Regions from separate parts of the Macaca mulatta genome. Here region 1 is linked to region 2. The links are chromatin contacts, called in public Hi-C maps. All regions are on one chromosome and are shown on one strand. Each heading gives the region's core, a stretch centred on a gene start, on an enhancer-like site or on the middle of the called end of the contact. The rest is flanking DNA. Distances are from core to core; before and after follow the strand shown.

Region 1 (6,529 bases), core at 3,076-5,575, 230 kb before region 2:
GTATGAAGTATCACTATAGATGTATAAAGTATTACAATTGTAGGCAATGAAAATTTAGGTTACAACATTAAAAAATATGCTGTTTTTTTTTTTTTTTTTTCCTTTCTGGTGCACTTTTCTAGGTGAATGTGCCCCTTAGGAGCACCTGTCCACAAGTGTCTGGGAAAAGCTTGGGCTGCACAGTGACGGTGCTCCCTGAAAGACTCAGAGCAGCGCGGCCAGCACTTCCAGAGTATGAAGCATGAAGTACATTTATTCTACAAGAATAATAAGTAAATATAAAAAAAGTCAAGGATTCCATTTTTAAAAAATAACAAAATCAACAAAAACAAAACCATATTCAGAGTAACACATCGGACTTCACAGCACTTTGAAAAAGACATTTAAATGTTGATTTGAGTTGTTCAGACATTTTAAATGTGAAGTCACAGAGTAAAAATACAATCAATGACTGAAATTGGGAACAAAATATCCTGAACATAAAGGCATTTCAATCTTTGGATTTTTTTTTTTTTTCCTCTTTGAGATGGAGTCTCACTCTGTCACCCAGGCTGGAGTGCAGTGGTACAATCTTGGCTCACCGCAATCTCCGCTTCCTGGGTTCAAGCGATTCTCCTGCCTCAGGCTCCCGAGTAGCTGGGATTACAGGCATGCATCACCATGCCTGGCTAATTTTCTTTGCATTTTTAGTAGAGATGAGGTTTCACCACGTTGGCCAGGCTGGTCTCAAACTCCTGGCCTCAAGTGATCTGCCTGCGTTGGCTTCCCAAAGTGCTGGGATTGCAGGCATGAGCCACTGCGCCTGGCCCCAAATATGAATTGAAAATGAGAAAATGGGACAGTGCTGTTATTCCACAGGGCTGCTTGAACTCCACTGAGAAGATATTAACTGCTGGTAGCCTTTGAGTGGTCAGCAGTCACTTTCAGAGTGTTGTGATGATGGAGAACAGTAAGGCTTATCAATTTTGTTTTCTGCTTTTTTGAGACAAAGTTTCGCTCTTGTCGCCCAGGCTGGGGGTGCAATGGTGCAATCTCGGCTCACTGTAGTCTCTGCCTCCCAGGTTCAAGTGATTCTCCTGCCTCAGCCTCCCAAGTAGCTGTGATTACAGGTGCCTGCCACCATGCCCAGCTAATTTTTGTATTTTTAGTAGAGATGGGTTTTTGCCATGTTGGCCAGGCTGGTCTCGAACTCCTGACCTCAGGTGATCTGCCTGCCTCGGCCTCCCAAAGTGCTAGGATTACAGGCGTGAGCCACCATGCCCGGCCAGCTTATCAAAACTTTAAGGAGTACTGAAAATCATTTAGAAGTTAGTAAGTTATGGTCTTTATACAAAAAAGAGTCAAGCGTTCATGTTGTATAACTAAACTTAGAAGACTGCTAGGATTTTAAAGATTTTCCTTTATTTTGTGTAGAGAAGAAACATCACACAATATTCTACTTGTCATCTTTCCTCAACTTAATTACATATATGCTCACACAGGCAAAATATTTAAGTATATCATAGCCATGAATTGTTACTTGACAAAAAAAAAAAAAAAGCTCCTGTGTTGAATATAACCGTCCTGTGATACAGTGCAGTAATGTCTCCCTCTCAAAATGTGTATATATTTAAACAATCATCACTCAAGGAAAATCCCAGTGTTGCAAATTTGTTTTTAAGAATGCATCTTTTGGCCGGGCACAGTGGCTCACATCTGTAATCCCAGCACTTTTGGAGGCTGAGGTGGGTGGACTACTGAGGTCAGGAGTTTGAGACCAGCCTGGCCAACTTGGTGAAAGCCTGTCTTTACTAAAAATACAAAAGTTAGCCAGGCATGGTAGCGTGTGCCTGTAATCCTAGCTACTCCAGAGGCCGAGGCATGAGAATCGTCTCAACCCAGGAGGCGGAGGTTGCAGTGAGCTGAAATCACGGCACTGACCCTAGCCTGGGTGACCAAGTGAGACTCTGTCTCAATCAAAAAAAAAAGAGAAACTGCATCTTTTTCCATTGATTAGAGGGATGACTAAAAAAATAATGCATCTTTTAAAAAATAAAGTTCGGATTTCCTTTACTCACTTCCTCCTTCCCTGTACTGTTGTCTTCAAGATTTATTTACTACCCTATGCCAGGATTAGCAGGTTAATGGCTCATAGATTCCCCAGCTTATTAAACCCATTTATCTTGTTTACTGGTGGGAAAGGCAAAGACAAAAATGTTTTTGGCTGTAGTTGTCCAAGTGCAATGGGCAGCAGTATCCCATAAGGCCAGAAGGTGGTAGTGTTGTCCATAAAAGTAGATCATTTTTTTCCCTGGCTTGTTCAAAATATTTTAAACCAGTCTGTATTTTCAAAATTCACACTGGATACACTTTTGAAATAGCAAAATATGGTAATGTTTGTCTGTTTTTAATCAAGAGGACAGAGATATATTTTTATATATATAGTGTCACACATAAGGAATTATATGTTTGCCTCTCCGGGCTTTGGCACGCATAGATACTGCATTGTTACAAATGAGATTAGGAACCTATAATTAAGTGATACTACTTTAAGGGGTTGTTTTGTATCTCTCGTACTGAAATTATAATAAATTGCCTGGAGAGCTTTCTTCTCCTCTTCCAATTTATTTTTTACTTATTTATTTACTTTTGAGACTGACTCTTGCTCTGTCCCCCAGGCTGGAGTGCAATGGTGTGATCTCGGCTCACTGTAACCTCCATCTCCCAAGTTCCAGCGATTCTCCTGCCTCACCCTCCCGGGTACCTGGGATTACAAGCGTGCGTCACCACACCCGGCTAATTTTCTTTGTATTTTTAGTAGAGACAGGGTTTCACCATGTTGTCCAGGCTGGTCTTGAACTCCTGACGTCAGTGATCGTCCCGCCTCAGCCTCCCAAAGTGCTGGGATTACAGGCCTAAACTACTGCGCACGACCCTCTTTCAATTTCTTCATCTTCCTTTTCGTCCTGTTGCTTTTCTCCCTCCTCCCCATCCCAGCTGTATGTAAGATGGTATCTTATTTTCATAGACGGTTGTAATTTAAATAGACTGTTGTAGTTTCTACCGCAAGATACGATTGTTGAAAGCGTGATTTCTAACATTTCACATAAAACTGCCGTAAAAGGTTGACAGGAATTTAATACACATTGCCTATTTGGTTGATGCTTTCAACACTCTGTAGGGCTTTCACACAGGACTAGCCTCAGTGGAATTTTATCGATTAAATTCATCTACCAATGGATGATTAATAATTATCCGTTTTATTGCATATTTAATAGGTGGGGGGGGCGGAATTCTTTATTTCTATGGCTAATTGCCCTCAGTTCAATTTTACCACTGTGATATTCATTCCACACGCTCTGATGAGTGTGGTACTTGAGACACTACCTTAGTGAGGGAAGGGACGAATGTTACAAATGAATCCGGAAGGACGCTGAAACGAACACCTGCAAATTATGTACGACATGTTTATATTCCAGGCCCTGGTTTAGCTTTTGGGAGACGTCAGTGAGGAAAACCCGTGAAGATCCCCATCTTTATGGTGCTTACCCTGAAGTTGGGAGTGGAGAGGGAGGTATTCAACCAGCAAGAAATCGGAAAAGGCGCAGAGCGGCCGCGGGGTCAGGGGAAACTGCGGGAGGCTTTCAGGGCTCAGGGCCGGCGGGCGGGCTTCAGCGGGCCTGCATTTTCTCAGGCCTCCGCTTCAGGCGGGTTCAAGTTCTCAACCAGACCTTCGGCCGTCCAGCGCCTAGGGAACGTCAATGCGGTGACTTCTCCCGCTGTGCAGGGCGGTGACCCGCGTTGGCGCGCTCAGTTCCCCGCCAGAGTCGGCTGGGGGCTTCCGTGATAAATGCGAGCCCCTCTTGCCCCTGCGCCCCCCGACCGCGCGTCCGACCCCGGCCCCGCGTGTCCCCCACGCCCCACCACCCTGCACGCCCTACCCGGCCGCGCGTCCCCTCCGGACCGTGCGTCGCCGCCCTCACCATCGCGCCCCCAGCTGTGTGTCCCCTGCGACCGGGCCCCCGACCGCGCGTCACCACCTGCGACTCTGCGAGCCTTGCGGGTCGCGGCCCACTAGAGACCGTGCGGCCATCTCGCCTCGAGGCCAGGCCGTCCTGCCCGGTCCTCACCTCCAGAGCGTGCATCCCCCGGCCCGTGGGGCCCCCTGAGGGGCGGGCGCTGGGCGGCGCCGGACTGCGCGAGGCGGGGCGGGGCGGGGCGCCGGACGCCATCGCGTCGCTACCGGCCGGCGGCGGTCTGCTCCGGACTGCAGCCGTGTCCTCGCCGCCCTCCTCTCGCCCACGCCTCCCGGGCACTCGCCTGGTCCCGGCGGCGGCGCGCGCGGCCGCGTTGGGCGGTGGCGGTTCCGGGGATGGTGAGGCGGCGGCGCGCGGAGACGATGCTCCGGGGCTGAGGAGACGCCGGCACACGGCGCGACTGCCGAGCGCAGCGCCCACCCGCGGGATGGCTCAGGCGGCCGGCCCGGCGGGCGGCGGGGAGCCGCGGGCTGAGGCGGGGGGCGGCGAGGGGCCGCGGGAGCCCGAGGCAGCCGGCGGCGCGGCCGGGGGCTCGCAGGACGCGCTGAGCCTGGAGGAGATCCTGCGGCTCTACAACCAGCCCATCAACGAGGAGCAGGCGTGGGCCGTGTGCTACCAGTGCTGCGGCTCCCTGCGCGCCGCCGCCCGCCGCCGCCAGCCCCGCCGCCGTGTGCGCTCGGCCGCGCAGATCCGCGTCTGGAGGGACGGCGCCGTCACCCTGGCGCCCGCGGCCGACGACGCGGGAGAGCCGCCCCCCGTTTCGGGTGAGGCCGCCGGGCCCCTTTCCCTCGTAGTCCTTGGAACGCCCCCAGCTGGGCCGCCTTACCCTCAGCGTCCCCGGCCCTTCCGCCCCCTCCGCCCCCCGTTTGCCGCGGGATACCCCCGGGAGGGTCCGGCCGGGACCCGCAGGGAAGGGCGGCGTCAGGCCGGGGCGGGCCGGGGCCCCTCGGAGGTCAGAGCCTCGTGGCGGGCGGCGGCGCAGATCCGCTGTGCGGAGGGCGTTGGGGCGGCCCTGGGTGGGCCTGGGCCTGCGGGCCGCGGGGCGCTCGTCATTGTGCAGCCCGCGCGACAGCTGCCCGCGGCGCGTTTGGGAGCGGTGGGCTGGGCCCTGCTCCTGGCCAGCGGCCTGTGCGCCTCACGCCGTGTTTGCTGCGCACGGCCGGGTTCGCGGGGTGGGGAGGGCATCGCAGGCTCCACGCGGGGGCTCCGCGCGGATCCTCAGTGCCGCTGTCGGGAACCCCGAGCTCCTCGTTAGACAGCCTTTCCTCCGTTCAGAAATGTACCCTGAGGAGAATTCTGCTCTTTGGGGAGAAATGGAAAAATAGACTAAATAATGATTTTTGGCTCCTGGACGTTGGAAAACACGATTACATTCCTGTGTGTGAAAATTGGTTGTGATGAAAAACAGGTTTGTAAAGCAAAAAGTTGACAGGATGTCCAGATACAAAGAGAAAATGGGCCTTAGTTACGTCATTGTCTAAGGCAAATTTTTCAGGATTATGACCTAAACAGTAATTTATAGCCAGGGTTTACTCAGATGCTCATTGAAGAGGAGGAGGAGGTTGAGGAAAGGTTTCTCTCATCAGTTTTTATCTAATTCATTCTTTTGAGAGGCAAGTCTATTAAAAACATAGAAAAACAATCTACCCTCACTTTTAGAAAGTTGATGGAAATGTCAAAACGCTTAAGGTGAAAGATGTAATTTCGAATTAATAAAATGACATTTAATGAAAACCCTTGTCTAACTTGATTAAAACAATATTCCAGGTTATACTTATTCTTTCAGTTCCGCCAGAACATGTTTTTAATCTTTTGTTTTTTAGTGTCAGGTAAACACATTTTTATTTACGTGCTTTTATCTTTTACTTTTTAGCGTCAGGTAAACAAGTTTTTATTTAAATCCATCTTTTTAATCTTTTGAAACTATTTCACATAGTTTTTTGTTTATTTGATTGGCTTATTGCTTTTAAACCTGGACTTAATCTTAGTGAGAAACACTTGCAATTATAATTTATAGTGTATTAATTGGTACAAAAAGATACATTTATAAAATACAGCAATGTTTGCCGGGTGCAGTGGCTCATGCCTGTAATCCCAGCACTTTGGGACGTCGAGGTAGGTGGATCACCTGAGGGTCAGGAGTTCGAGACCAGCCTGGCCAACATGGTGAAACCATGTCTCTACAAAAAATACAAAAATTAGCCGGGCGTGGTGGTGTGCCCCTGGAATACCAGCTACTTGGGAGGCTGAGGCGCGAGAATTGCTTGAACCTGGGAGGTGGAGGCTGCAGTGAGCCAAGATTGCACTACTGCACTCCCGCCTGGGTGACAGAGCAAGACCCCGTCAAATAAATAAATAAATAAATAAATAAATACAGCAATATCGTACCTTGGAATTTAGCTGTTTCCAGAGGAAAAATGGTTGTGTGCAGCCTGCTTTCAGAAGCAGCATTGGTAGTGGTGATTTCCGGAGAGAACAAGCCCCCAGTTTACATTGTCTTGTCACTTAAACTT
Region 2 (6,554 bases), core at 1,679-4,178:
CCCCGTTTCTACTAAAAATACAAAAAATTCACCCGGCGTGGCGGCACCCGCCTGTGGTCCCAGCTACTTGGGAAGCTGAAGCACAAGAATAGCTTGAACCCGAGAGGCAGAGGTTGCGGTGAGCCAAGATCGTATCACTGCATTCCAGTCTGGGTGACAGGGCAAGATTCTGCCTCAAAAAAAAAAAGGGAAAAAAAAAAGGAAATTTATTAATTTCCAATCAAATGTTCACCTAACAGTAAAACAAACATTTTTTTTTAAATATAGAAAGAAAAAGAAAGGTCTATAATCCTCAAAGGAAAAAAAATCAGGGATTTCAATGGATGAAACAAGGGGAAAGCTACACAGTAAGTCCAGCCAGGAAGCCAGACTTCCAATTTGTACTGTCATTTGGATGCTATGCCACCTCATGGTACCACATCATTCATAACCCGTCCAGCCACAGGCCAATGACAGCATCCACAGCCAGCCACATTCCACATTTGTCAGGCTTCATTACAGCCCTTTGCTTTTAAGTTCAAAAGTCTATGGCAGAGAATTAGCACCTAGTCCACAGCAGCTCCAGGGATGACCAGGATTCCTTTGGTGGATAGCTGCCCCCGTCCTGGAAGGGCATCTGATCTCCGTGTGAGATTCCTCACCCCTTCTGAGTACCTGCTAAGCACCAGGCCCTGGCGGGGTGCCAGGAATACAAAATGAATGATGGGAGAAATGAAATACTGACACTCTACCACATGGTGAGCCTCAAGATCATGGGAAATGAAAGCAGCCAGACATAAAACACCCCATATTGCAGGATGACATTTACATGCAACGTCCCAACAAGGCAAATTCATAAAACAGAAAAGAGATTCCTGGTTGCCTGGGGCAGGGGTGAAAATGGGGTAAAATGGGAAGCTAATGCCCATGGGGCACCTCTGTAGGAGGATGGAAGTGTTCCAAGACAGGACTGTGTGATGGTCTCACTTAGTCAAACTTAATGAATTATACACTTAAAATGTGTATAATTTTATGGTATGTAAAGTGTACTTCAGTAAACCTTAAAAAATAAATGGGAGTTAGCAGCTGCAACAATTTTCAAAAGCATCAACTGTGATTTTTCACAGCTGGCTATTCATTTGTGCTTGTCCACAGACAGTTAACAAACCTCTAGGGCAGACCCCAGCCATTCCATGAGAAAACTGAGCCCCAACCGCTTGGGCACCCCTGGTATGCAACGACTTAAGTGTCCACGGCATCCAGACGGCTCAGTGATGCCCCATCCTTGTTGCTGAAGGAACCCTACTTGAGAAACACTACAGGCCATACAAAAAAGTAGATCCCATCAAGTCTAAAGACTTCATGAAAAATAATTTCAGAGGTTTTGAAACCACTTGATATATTTTTATAATAATTTTACATGTTTAAAGTCAGGCCAGGCACAGTGGCTCACACCTATAATCCCAGCACTTTGGGAGGCCGGGGTGGGTGGATCACCTGAGGTCAGGAGTTCGAGACCAGCCTGGCCAACATGGCAAAACCCCATCTCTACTAAAAATACAAAAATTAGCCAGGCGTAATGGCCCATGCCTGTAGTCCCTGCTACTTAGGAGTCTGAGGAAGGAAAATCACTTGAACCCGAGATGGGGAGGTTACAGTGAGCCAAGATCGCGCCACTGCACTCCAGCCTGGGTTACAGAGCAAGACTCTTGTTTCCAAAAAAAAAAAAAACCCTCCAGCCTGGGTGACAGAGCGAGACTGTCTCAAAAAAATAAAAAAATAGTCAAAGGATGACAATTTCCTTCCACGCAGTACTTTCTTTCCCCAAAAAATAAAATGCTTAATGCTTAAGTGAGATCAGATAATTTAAAAATCTTTATTGCTGTAAATAAATATTAAAGAATAATTTCAGTGTGTCATAGATCACTGACTTAAGATACCACTTAGGTTAGGAGGGCACTTTTTTTTTCTTTTTATTTGCACAATTTTATGGAGTATACGTGCAATTTCGTTACATGCATAGATTTCGTAGTAATCAAGTCAGCGCTCCTAGGGTATGCATTAGCCGGGAAGGTGCCTTGCACCCATTAACCAATTTCTCATTATCCTCCCTGTTCCCACCCGCTCACCCTTCAGAGTCTCCATCGTCTGATGTTCACTCTCTACATCCATGTGAACATATTCTTAAGCACCCACTTAGGAGTGAGAACACACGATACTTGTCTTTCTGGGCCTGGCTTCACTTAAGATAATGACCTCTACTTCCATCCGTGTGCCGGGGGGGCACTTTTAAAGTTCGGGGTTTTCCACGCTGGCTTGGAGGCCTTCCGTGCCTAAAAGTGAGTTCAGGGCCAGGGCCCCCCAAATGCCTTCTTTCCCTTCAGCTTTCTCCAGAGCTCACAACCCGCCGTGGGCCCTCACTGAAACGCGCAGAAGATTTATGACAATCTCAGCAAAGGCGCCAGCTTGCAGGCCTCTCCCCTGCCCGGCTCCCGACCCAAAGGAGAGCAGCGAGCCCCAGGCCCCCGCCCCCTCCCCCGCCTCCGGCCGCCCCAGCCCCCGCCGTCCCCGCTCCGGCCGCCCCGCTCCGGCTGCCCCCGCCCTGGTCGTGGACCACCAGCGGGGCCTCTCTGCCTGCAGCCAAGCCCCTGCGCACGCCGGGGGAGAGGCCGGACCGGGCGCAGCGCCTCGCCCAGACCGCGGTCCCGGGGAAGGGCGTGCCCCTCTCCGGGACGCCGAGGTCGCGGTCTGGGAACGGCCGGCGCAGGGCTGGGGACTCCGCGAGGCCCGCTGTGAGGTCCGGCCTTTCCCGGACCGCTCCAGCCGGGCTCGGGAGCAGGAGCCGGCGTCCGGGCGGCCCCACTGCGGCCTTCAGCCAGGCCTCACCCGAACACGTGCTCCGAGCTCCAGATCTTCATTGCCGCCGGCGCAGTGCGCGGGCTCTGGGATCCCGGCCGGGTGCTCCGGCCCGCGCAGCTCCCGGCGCGGAGTGGGCGGGGCCTCGATGGGCGGGGCGCTCTTGGGTGCCGCCCACCCAGTCTGGTGGCCGGGCAGGCTGCGGCGGCTAAAAATAGCTCTGCGGGCGCGGCTGTGGCGCAGCCCGAGATCTGCGCTGCTACCCGGAGGTTCACGGTGCGCGCTTGCTGCAGATGCGGCGGGCGTAGGAGGCGACGCTCGTCTTTATTCCCACTGTCCAAATTCCCCCAAGGCCCTGTCCAGCTACGCCGGTTTCTACTGTCGGGGACGTGTGATGAAAAACGAACCTGTCAACCCTCAAAACTCCACTGCAGTTTGGGTCTTGAACAAACATTAAACCAGCATGTGATGTGCATCACAAGCAATCCGCAAATAGGCTGCAATGACAGAAATCTCAGCCTGTATCAAACAGCCGGGAGGATGCCACCTACCCCACACATGCTCCCGAGGTAAACGAGACAGCCCTCCGGGGAGGGGACTCCACTGCACCATTTGTCACAGAATTCATCTTAAATTCGCCTGATGATGGAGTGGCCATTAGTAAATGCAGTGGCCCTTTGCGTTTGCTAATTGCCTTTATCCAAAGGAAAAATGAATTTTTCATATATTTACTACAGGAGGTAGGTTTACAATTTGAAGCCAGGGGTTCTCTGGTAGCTGGACTCCTACCCTCCCACGGAACTGGGAGACGGGGATGACATTTCAGAGAGGACTCTCAAGTCCTTGAGAAAATACATTCTTGAGTTGTAAAACTGGGGGGAAATATTTAGCTTTAAAAAAATTTACGTATATCTCAAAAAGAATTTGTGATTACAAGTTTTCTAAAGCAAATCCTGTAAGGAAAAAGAGTCTCCCTTTGCACCAGGATAAACTCCTTTATAGCTTTGTAAAGTACCCTGCACTGCCGCAAACGAAGTTAAAGTGCAAGGAAGTGACATGCTTGTTCTGAGAAGAGGGTACTCTTCTCCAGGATGAGATGGGGCGAGAGGACAGGGCCCTTGTCTGAGTCGGCTGAGTCCCAGCTTAGAGCAGGGCCTGGCGCCCCGGGGACGTCTGTGGCCGTGGGGACAGCTCTCCGGGAGATGCTGACACTAAAGGAGACCCCTCCCCGTCCTAGGTGCACTGGCCTCAGGCTACCTGAGCTATGGTGATTCCTGCACACGTCCTCGCCTTCTTCATCCCAGGCACTGGTTCAGTTTCCTCCACCCAAAGAGCCCTGCTCTGTGCTGGTCCTGGAGGTATCTTCCTGGGAGGAGAGCAGAATACACAAGGCCCAGAAGCCGGAGGCTGGACCGTAGGGTCCCGTGGCAAATGGCAAGAGTTGAGGCCAGAAAGGGAGACAGGAGCCACAGCTCATGGCACGAGTTGTCACATGAATTATAAAAGGCTTTATAATTCATGGTGAGCTCAGACAGATTTGAGAATTTGAGATTTGTGAGGCAAAACCGTTTAACTCAAGCTAGATCCAGGAAGTAGGCTCGGCTGTCTATGGGAGGCCAAAGTCAGGTGGAGATGAAGATGGCGAAGCTGGAAAGGGCCTACTTTCTGGGAAGGCTTCTGGCCTCCTCCCCACCTTGGGTTTAGAGGTGACTACTGGATGCCATGGAGCTGTTCTCTGCCATAGCACCTATCACAATGCTGTGTATACTTCTGTCCCCTGAGGAAGTGTCTTTGTTCGACTTTGTTGTGGGGGACACTCATGTATTTTTCATCTTTGTATTCCCAGTGCCTGGAAAATATTAGGGACTTGAAAACTTTTTTTCTTTTTTATTTTCTTTTCTTTTTTCTTTCTTTCTTTTTTTTTTTTTTTTTTTTTGAGACAGAGTCTCACTCTGTCACCCAGGCTGGAGTGCAATGGCACAATCTGGGGTCACTGCAATCTCCACCTCCAGGGTGCAAGCGATTCTCTTGCCTCAGCCTCCCGAGTAGCTGGGATTACAGGCAAGCACCACCACGCCAGGCTAATTTTTGTATTTTTGGTAGAGACAGGGTTTCACCATGTTGGTCAGGCTGGTCTCACACTCCTGACCTCCTGATCCACCCTCCTCGGCCTGGCATTACAGGCGTGAGCCACCATGCCTGGCCTTTTTTCTCTTTTTAAGAGGCAGGGTTAGCCGGATGTGGTGGCTCATGCTTATAATCCCAACACTTTGGGAGGCCGAGGAGGGAGGATCACTTGAGGTCAGGAGTTTGAGACCAGCCTGGCCAACATGGTAAAACCCCGTCTCCTACTAAAAATACAAAAATTGGCCGGATGTGGTGGTGCATGACTGTAATCCCAGCTACTCGGGAGGCTGAGGCACGAGAATCACTTGAACCCGGAAGGCGGAGGTTGCAGTGAGCCAAGATCACGCCACTGCACTCCAGCCTGGGTGACGCAGCGAGACTCTGTCTCAAAAAAAAAAAAAAGAGAGAGAGACAGGGTCTCACTCTGTCACCCAGGCTGGAGTGCAGTGGTGTGATCATAGCTCACTGCAGCCTCAACCTCCAGGCCTCAAGTGATCCTCCCTCCTCAGCCTCCCAAGTAGCTGAGACCACAGGCACTATGCCCGGTTAATAAAAACCAAATATATTGTAGAGACAGGGTCTTGCTATGTTGCCCAGGCTGGCCTTGAACTCCTGGGCTCAAGCAGTTCTTCTGCCTTGGCCTCCCAAAGTGCTGGGACTACAGGTGACAGCCACGGTGCTAGCCAGACAACTGTTTTTTGAATGAATGGGAATGACTTGTTCCTACTGCCTTTTTATTGTTTTTTCCTTTGGAGGATTTTCCAGTAAAAACAAGAAGACCTGCCAGAGAAATTCTAAAAGAACTGTACCACTTCCACCTGGCTTTTGAGAAGAGAATGGGCAGTGTGGGGACAGGCAGAGGTGTCGTTCCAACCCAGGCTGCGTAATAATGGGTAACCTGAGGAGTCCTGGCAAGTGCTGGTGCTTGGAAGCAGCCATAGGGACTTTCCTTCAACTGGACTGCAGTGTGGCCTGGGCATTAGGCTTTGAGAAGCTCCCTGGGGATTCCGGAATGCAGTGAAGCTTGGAAACCAGGGAGTAGAGGGAGTAGGGGCAGGCAGGGAGGCCAGGCAAGAAGCTGTTGCCCTAGATAGGAAAGACATGGGCACCTGCCCAGAGCAGTAGGATGAAACCTGCTCAGAATTAAGGTGCTTATAGTCAACAGGGTTCAAGGAGAAGGAAAAGAAGCACATCCCACCCCCTTTCCTCTTTGTCTGTCACCTGCTCCTCTCCAGCACCCCTCCACTTACAGGGTCTGGCAGGTTGGCTTGCTGTGTCCCTCTCCATGCCCTTGCCACCTTGTGCCATAATTCTGGGTGATGTCAATATCCTCAAGAATGACCTACCCAGAGGCCTGTGGTCCCTGGGCCTATCTTTTTTTTTTTTTTTTTTTTTTTTTTAAGATGGAGCCTCATTCTGTCACCCAGGCTGGAGTGCAGTGGCACGATCTCGGCTCACTGCAACCTCCAGCTCCCGGGTTCAAGTGATTCTCTGCCTCAGCCTCCTGAGTAGCGGGGATTACAGGTGCCCAACACCACGCACAGCTAATTTTTATATTTTTAGTAGAGAGGGAGTTTCACCATGTTGGCCAG

The links. A called contact is a pair of places that touch in the nucleus more often than the background predicts.
Region 1: a Hi-C map of liver shows a contact between it and region 2, with 5 times the contacts expected there. The contact joins the promoter of LOC114673764 here to the promoter of PRELID3A in region 2. A contact is called at or near these places in 6 of 14 Hi-C or Micro-C datasets (CD4 T cells, blood, fetal cortex germinal zone and 3 more).

Annotation. Positions count from the first base shown.
Region 1 is chr18:83,331,196-83,337,724 of T2T-MMU8v2.0, reverse strand. It overlaps LOC114673764, which reads right to left and starts at 4,325. Exons shown (of 4, transcript XM_077975406.1): 1 at 3,963-4,325; 2 at 3,529-3,727. The coding sequence starts at 4,211. The coding sequence ends at 3,701. It overlaps SPIRE1 (spire type actin nucleation factor 1), which reads left to right and starts at 201. Exons shown (of 16, transcript XM_077975376.1): 1 at 201-949. The coding sequence starts at 937.
Region 2 is chr18:83,100,441-83,106,994 of T2T-MMU8v2.0, reverse strand. PRELID3A (PRELI domain containing 3A) reads right to left here and starts at 2,928. Exons shown (of 7, transcript XR_013408424.1): 1 at 2,866-2,928. It overlaps LOC114673879 (U7 small nuclear RNA), which reads right to left and starts at 5,776; the gene lies at 5,715-5,776.